2 separate regions of the Manis pentadactyla genome follow, and region 2 is linked to region 1. Evidence: chromatin contacts called from public Hi-C data. All regions are on one chromosome and are shown on one strand. Each heading gives the region's core, a stretch centred on a gene start, on an enhancer-like site or on the middle of the called end of the contact. The rest is flanking DNA. Distances are from core to core; before and after follow the strand shown.

What was found. Hi-C and Micro-C count contacts between places; a contact is called where the count stands out from the background.
Region 2: a Hi-C map of skin fibroblasts shows a contact between it and region 1, with 5 times the contacts expected there. The contact joins the promoter of SLC35B1 here to the promoter of DLX3 in region 1. A contact is called at or near these places in 2 of 3 Hi-C or Micro-C datasets (fibroblasts and skin fibroblasts).

Annotation. Positions count from the first base shown.
Region 1 is chr4:165,569,298-165,572,937 of mManPen7.hap1, forward strand. DLX3 (distal-less homeobox 3) reads left to right here and starts at 1,781. Exons shown (of 3, transcript XM_036879850.2): 1 at 1,781-2,333; 2 at 3,506-3,640. The coding sequence starts at 2,009.
Region 2 is chr4:165,802,508-165,806,147 of mManPen7.hap1, forward strand. SLC35B1 (solute carrier family 35 member B1) reads left to right here and starts at 2,066. Exons shown (of 8, transcript XM_036879801.2): 1 at 2,066-2,436. The coding sequence starts at 2,228.

The sequences.
Region 1 (3,640 bases), core at 531-3,030:
GGCGGGCGATAGGCGCTGAGGGGACGCGGAGATAGGCAGATAAAGCTCCCTTCGCCAGGCCCCCGCCCCCACCTTTCCCACGCTTCAGCCTCTCCGGAGCCTCTCCTACCTGTCTGACCCTCCTGCTCCTCCGCCCACTGACTTTTGCCCTCTGTCTCTTCCAACTGCAGCTCTCAAGCCCCTGGTAGCATACCCTGGGGATTTGACTTTGGCAAGGGGCACGGAGCTCCCCGCACACTTCTCTGCCAAACGGAGTCTACAAAGGAGACCCTTTCCCGGGACTGGGCGAGACTTGGGGAGGATGCAGGTCCCAGAAGTGACCACTAGGTGGCACGCTGGCACTGCGTGTCCTGCAGCGTCCAGGCAGGGGAAGGGGACAGGAGAACTGACCCCGCAGCCCTGCGGAAAGGTTGTATGGGCTAGAAACAGATCGGGAGGAGCTCTCCCTCCCTCCCAACCCCAAATAGAGGTAGAGAGCAGAACTGGGGGTGAAATGGCGAAACAGTCTCGGATTAAGCAAACGTGGATGGGCTGGCTAGGACTAGGAGCTGGGGGTCTCCGGGGAGGGAAGCCTGGCCCAACAGGGTTCAGTGGGGCATGATGGTTCCCAGGCACTGGGGACTGGAAGGGTCCTGAGAGCTTGATGTCCATCGTCATACAAGCACACATTCACACACAGACACCAGGTCCAGGCCCTCTACTCACACTGCTTACATACACCACACACACACTGCTACACTTAACTCACACACATATTCTTGCACTCTTGTATCTCTCTGTACCCTGTGGAAGACATGGAATCCTTACGCCGCATACCCCAAGTATACCCATCCCAAACACCTGATCTCTAAAAGTGGCCACACTTCCCCAGTGCTGTCCCAAGTGCACAAAATCTGCCCCAACCTTACTGAAGCACTCAGACAGGCAGCCTGTTTGTGCCTCACGGGACCCTAGGTCCCCTGCTGCTTCCAGCAAGCCTGGACAATCTCTGAAACTGCATACACGTAGTTTTGAGATAACTCTAATGTCACCACAGACAGGTCTGTGCACCTCCTCTCCATAAGCCCCCAAATCCACACATACCTGCCCCCTCTGAAAGCCCAATTACAACTTTCAAAGGCCCAAGGATCTTTTGCCTGATAGATTTCTTTCCCCATAAAATTTTTTAAAATTGCATTTTATAACTGCATTGTTATAAAAACAATATATTAATATCATATTTTCAAACAGTTTCTTCAGCCTAGACATTTCTTTTCTTTTTTTATTTTAAAGGAAATTAAAACATGTTCATGTGCCCTAGGTCCTTCCCGCTTTAGGCCCATTTGTCTGCCTGTCACTTGCACAGCGTGCGCACACACACATACACACATACACACCTTGGACCACCTCCCTCCACAAACACTAATGGGCAAATTCACCTCCTTCTCCGTAGCACCTGAGCCCACCTTCCACCCCCAGCCAGGAGACAGACTATAGCCCCCAGGGCTCCGCAGTGACAAGCTCTCCCACTCCTTTCTTCAAGACAGTGGGGGTTTATCTGGGCTGGGGGAGGGAGCCACAGGAGGAAGAAGAACAGGTGTGTGTGTGTGTGTGTGTGTGTGTGTGTGTGTGTGTGTGTGTGTGTGTGTTGGGTAACAACAAAGAACGGGGGAGAGAGAGAGAGAGAGAACGAAAGAGCGCTAGAGCATGTTTTGCCTCGAAGGCAGGACTTGCAGCCAATCAGAGTGCTGGAGCCTCCCTCCGCGACTCCACTATTGAGTCTATAACCGGCTGGCCGGGCGGAGCTGGCAGCATTTAACTGTGGCTTGGGACGCGACGAGAGGGCGACCGCCGGGAGGCCGGCGATGGTCTAAGCGCCCCTCGGCCTGCCCTCTCCTGAGATTCTGCGGGACCCTCCCCTGGCCTCCGGACACACACACGCCCCTCGTCCTCCGCCTCCCCCGCGCTCCTGTCTGCTCCAGCGCCCAGCGGCCCGGGCCAGCCCCGGGGAGGCGCGGCGCCCGCCAGGATGAGTGGCTCCTTCGATCGCAAACTCAGCAGCATCCTCACCGATATCTCCAGCTCGCTTAGCTGCCATGCGGGCTCCAAGGACTCGCCCACCCTGCCTGAGTCTTCCGTCACTGACCTGGGCTACTACAGTGCTCCCCAGCATGACTACTACTCGGGCCAGCCCTACGGCCAGACCGTGAACCCCTACACCTACCACCACCAGTTCAATCTCAACGGGCTTGCAGGCACAGGCGCTTACTCGCCCAAGTCGGAATATACCTACGGAGCCTCCTACCGGCAATACGGGGCGTACCGGGAGCAGCCGCTGCCCCCCCAGGACCCAGGTGAGGACCACTGGGTCGCGGGACGGTGGGGGACACTGGAAAGTTCCGGAGGGAGAGAAAGACAGGGAATTGAAGCGGAAATCTGGGGAAGTGTCAAGAGTAAGAAATGGACTGTCTCAAGTTAGAGGTGTGCTAGATGCCCCCAGAGGGGTCAGACGACCTTCCAGTCCCGAGACTGCGCGCGTTTGGGGCGTGGGGCGCACTGTGCACCGCGGTCTCGGGTGAGGATCGGCGTGGGCAAGGGGAGGAAGGGCAAGGCTGGACTGCCAGGTGACCTCCTAAGCGAGGTGCTTTTGCAGGCACTTGAGCAGGCCGTCGACCATTGGGCTGCAGAGGGTTCGGGGGTGGGCAGCGAGGTTCACTGGAAGCTCCAGGGACCCTGGATACAGGCTGAGAAGAGCGGAGGGGAGGACATGAGGAAAGGCCCCCCAGCCACGGGGAAACGGGGGAAAGCAGGGACTGAGAAGCGGAGAAGCTGAAAAAGAGAAACGTGGAGACAGCAAAAGAGACATGTTGAGACCCAAAGTGAGAGAAAGGGCAGAAGAAAGGGCCAGAGGAAAGAAAGAAAGAAGGGAGAGAAAGAAAGAAGAAAGGAGGCAGGAAAGAACAAAAAGAAGAGAGAAAGAGAAAGAATGCGAAAAAGAGAAAAAGGAAGAAAAAGAAAGAAACGAAGGAAGGAAGGAAGGAAGGAAGGAAGGAGGGAGGGAGGGAGTCTGTGCTATGCTTGCAACTTCTAAAAATCTAAAACTATTCTAAAATTAAAAACTCAAAAAAAAAAGGCGCGGAAACAGATGGGAAAGAGCAAGAGAGGAGACTGAGGGCAAGGCGGAGGGGAGCAGGCGCGGACAGCAGGCAGGCGAGGGGCTGCGGGGCTGGGAGGCGAGCCGGGAGGGCGTCGCGAGCGAAGCCGCAGCCGACGTCGCTCGGGCGGCGCTGGCGCCGGGGACGGCGCTCCGGGTGCCGGGCGCGGAGCTGGGAGCGGGGAGCGCCGTGGAGTGGGCGGCCGCCGGTCAGCTCTGTCCCCGCGGCTCCCTCCTGGGGCGCAGGCGGCAGGGCGCGCCGCCGGAAAATCCCGGGGCGAGTCGGTGGGCCGGAAGGTGGGGCGTCCCGCAGGGCCGCAGGGGGCCGCAGGCCGAGGCTGAGCCGCCCCCCGCCCGGTGCGTCGTCCGCAGTGTCCGTGAAGGAGGAGCCCGAAACCGAGGTGCGCATGGTGAACGGGAAGCCCAAGAAGGTCCGAAAGCCGCGCACGATCTACTCCAGCTACCAGCTGGCCGCCCTGCAGCGCCGCTTCCAGAAGGCCCAGTACC
Region 2 (3,640 bases), core at 816-3,315, 230 kb after region 1:
AATGGTGTGGATGTGGGTAGTACATGGGTGGACAGAGTCCCTGTCCTCAGGCTACCAGGCTTGGATTCTTCACACAGACATCTAAGCAGTGGCCCATGGAAAAGCTGCCAGAGTGAAAAGTGTGGTGGAGGTTTGGGTGGAGTCAGTGGGGAAGTCACCCATTCTTGGGTGAGTCTGAAAAAGTGTGCTAGAGAAGTGTGGATTTCAGAGAGGAAGGGGGGGTGGCCTAGAGGAGGTTTGACATTGTGGGTGCTCATTGCATCGGCAAGGGGTGTAAGACAGGGGAATAGCATTCAGGTTGAATCTATTGGCATGGTTTTAGGGAAGCTTTAGCTCCTTATGAGTATTCTTTCCATCTCAGTGAGTATCCATAGCATAGAGGGTAGAAGAAACTATTCTTGTTCTCTCAGCCACATCTGTAAGCGCTCTTAGGCTTTTAGGGAAAATGGGAATAACCATCCCAACATTCTGATGGTGCTGCAATTGACAAAGCGTTTTCACAGGACACATTGTCCCCATTGTAAGGGTGAAAATTTGACTACCCCAGGGGCAGTCACAGTAACAGTTGTTACCTATCTCATTAGACCTCCAGATAAACTCCTAAACCAGGCTGTCCTAACTACCTGCCATTCATTGGCTTGCTAAGCATCAGATACCCTTAAGTGCTTTACACAAAATGTCATTGAAATATCACAACAGCCCAGTAATAGTGAGAGAAATGTGATAAGTCCCACTGTGTTAATGAGGGAAGGATAGATAAAATGACTTTACCCCAAAAACACACATGCAAGTGGGGGAGCTAGGATTGAGAACCCTGTCATTTCAGTCCAGTGCCCATGCTTCTAATCTCAGCACTCTCCCACTTGTTCGCATTAATTTCAGATGAGGAACCGACTCAGGTCAAGTGAGTTGTTGGAAGAGGCAGAGCTGGGACGGGAACCCTAGCTGCTGCTGGGTGCCCTGGAATCACGGGCTGATTCAGTGGACTAAGCCACTAGGCAAGAGAGCAAATATGTGGGGTCCCCCTCCCATGCTAAGAGAAAGGAGAAGGTCTTGAGGACAGACCCTATCTTTGATCTCTTACCCCTCCCCCTGAAAGATGTCTGGCCTACCCCCAAACCTTAGTGAGTCAGGCCCGGAGTGATGGGTGTGGTGCTGCCCCGAGTTTCCTTCCTCTGCCTGAGGCTGTGCCAAAGGAGCAGGCTGCTGCAAGGGGAGAAGGAGCCCCTACCCAGAGAGCAAGCAGTCCAGAGTCGGGTGATTAAGTGAGAGTTTGGGGGTGGCAGTGGAAAACGCTGGGGTCGTTCTTGCCCTAGCTCTGGGTGCTAGCACATAGTGGCCTACTAACACGGGTGAGGGAAGAGCCTGACAAGGAGCTTAATGGGAAGGCAGTGTGAGGGTTTGTGCTGAGTTGTAATACCGTGAAGAAAATTCACTTAAGTAAACTTCCATTTCCACCTCCAGGATGTGAGGAAATAAGATCAGAGTCGAGAAAGGGTAATGACTAATAATACCTTAAACTTGCACAGCGCACTATACAGTTTTATAAAACACTTTCACAAACCCCAGCTCATTTGATCCTCAGAAGTCAAAAGGTGACAAGGTGGCTATTACTAGTTATCCCTAGTTTACAGACTGGGAAAACTGTGGCTCTCAATTCAGATGACAGGCGTAGGTTACCCTGCCTTTAAGTGACAGAGCTGGGACAAGAGCCCTGCCGCCCTTGGAAGCCTAGTGACGTTCCCTAGGAAGAGGAACGCTCCTCTGCTAGAAGGGGTAGAGCCTCGGACGCTGGGCAGCAGCTAGAGGGCGCCAAGGTTCCAAGCGGAAGCCTGACCGCCCGCAGCGAAAAAGACTTTTCTATTTGCCCCGTAGGCTGCACCTCCTCCCTCCCGCTCACCTGTCTTCGCGCAGCGCAACCAATTGGTGACCTCCACATCCTCATACGTCATCATGCCACGCCAGCTTTTCTCCTAGGCCATCCCGTCGAACTCTGGGTCGCAGTTGTCCTTAGAGTTGCCTGATCGGAATATCTCCAGGGCAAGGCATAAATCTCGGGGCAGCTGGCTGTTCTGGCCAACAGGGACGAAGCCAATGACCCAGGGTGGATCTCCTTTCCTGGGAAGCGGTTGTTCGGTTCTGAGGAGTTTCTCTCTCTGCGACCGTGAGCTGGCAGTTCTGGTGGTGGCTGCTAGGCCCTGCTGAGCGGCTGTCGCATGCAGTTCCTATGAGGTCCCTGTCGCCGGTCGGCGATGTCCGTGTGGAGCTGCCGCCGCCGCCGCCGCTGTTCCCGGCTGTGAGCGGGTCTCCGGTCGGGTCGTCCGGGCGTCTCATGGCTGCTAGCAGCTCCTTGGTGCCCGACCGGCTGCGCCTGCCGCTCTGCTTCCTCGGCGTCTTTGTATGCTATTTCTACTATGGGATCCTGCAGGAAAAGATGTGAGCCAGATCCCCGGGGCCAGACCGCACACATCCCCCGCTATCCCGTCTCCTTTTCTTCCTGTGGCCGGGTTCGCCTTCCTCCCACCCCTGTCCCCTGTTTGCCTCTTGCCCTCTTGCAGCTGCGGCTGAGCTAACCCAGATTTCCAGAATGCCCAAGGTAGTCTCGGAATCATGAGACTTGGTTATTTTTCTTCCCTTGATTGCTTTTCCCTTGTTAACTCTAAGGGTTTTACAGGCTGAGGTTTCCATGACCTGTGTCGGCTCCTCTTCGGAAGGAGGAGCATCCCAGATGCTTTTAGACAGCTAATGTTCCTACCCACGGCATTGCTGCTGTATGTAGCCCAAGCCCCTTCATCTCCTTCCTGGGGTACCTCGTTTCACCATCCTCTTTCCACGTTACCTCTTGCTCTATCCTTTACCAATACTTTTCCCTAAGCAACGGGATCAGCAGGCTGGGCTGTCTAGTTTCTAGATCCGATAAAACTAGCCCCTTTTGTAAATAAGCCCACTGATCCTTACCAAACTCTTCTTACATCCAGGGTGGCAAGATATTTTCAAAGCATTCAGTGGCTCTGAATGATGACACTGAGGGAAATATACTAATTCCTCCCCTTTCTTTCTCACACTTTTCTTTCTTAGAACAAGAGGAAGGTATGGGGAGGGAGCCAAGCAGGAGACATTCACTTTTGCCTTAACTTTGGTCTTCATCCAGTGTGTGATCAATGCTGTGTTTGCCAAGATCTGTGAGTACCTGTATAGTAATGTTGTGTGCCCACCTCCCCTTTGTATCTTGGACATTAGGCAGTGATCCAACTGTTAGGTCTGACTCTCGAGACCCCACCCCCTTTACACAGTCTCTGTTCAGTCTAAAAATCCATTTTCTTAAATAAGACCAACTTCTGAGTGAGAAACGTACAGAGAATGGGTCTTCTTGTTCCAGATGCCTACTGAGAATAGTTAATTTTTTTTCTCTGTTCTTTTGATTTTCCTTTATGTGTCGGCTTCAAGCATGTTTTGATCTTTCTTTGTTCCTTGGGAACTAGCAGCAGGGGTAACTAGTCCTTTGAATTGAAGGAGCCCCACTCCCCTGCCCATTATGTGGTCTTGTGTTAGACTTAGGTGGGATTGGAGAATTGAATAGTCTTAGAGGACAGAAATAACGTGTGCTTCTCATCTGCTCTGACAGACAAGTTCCTTTCAT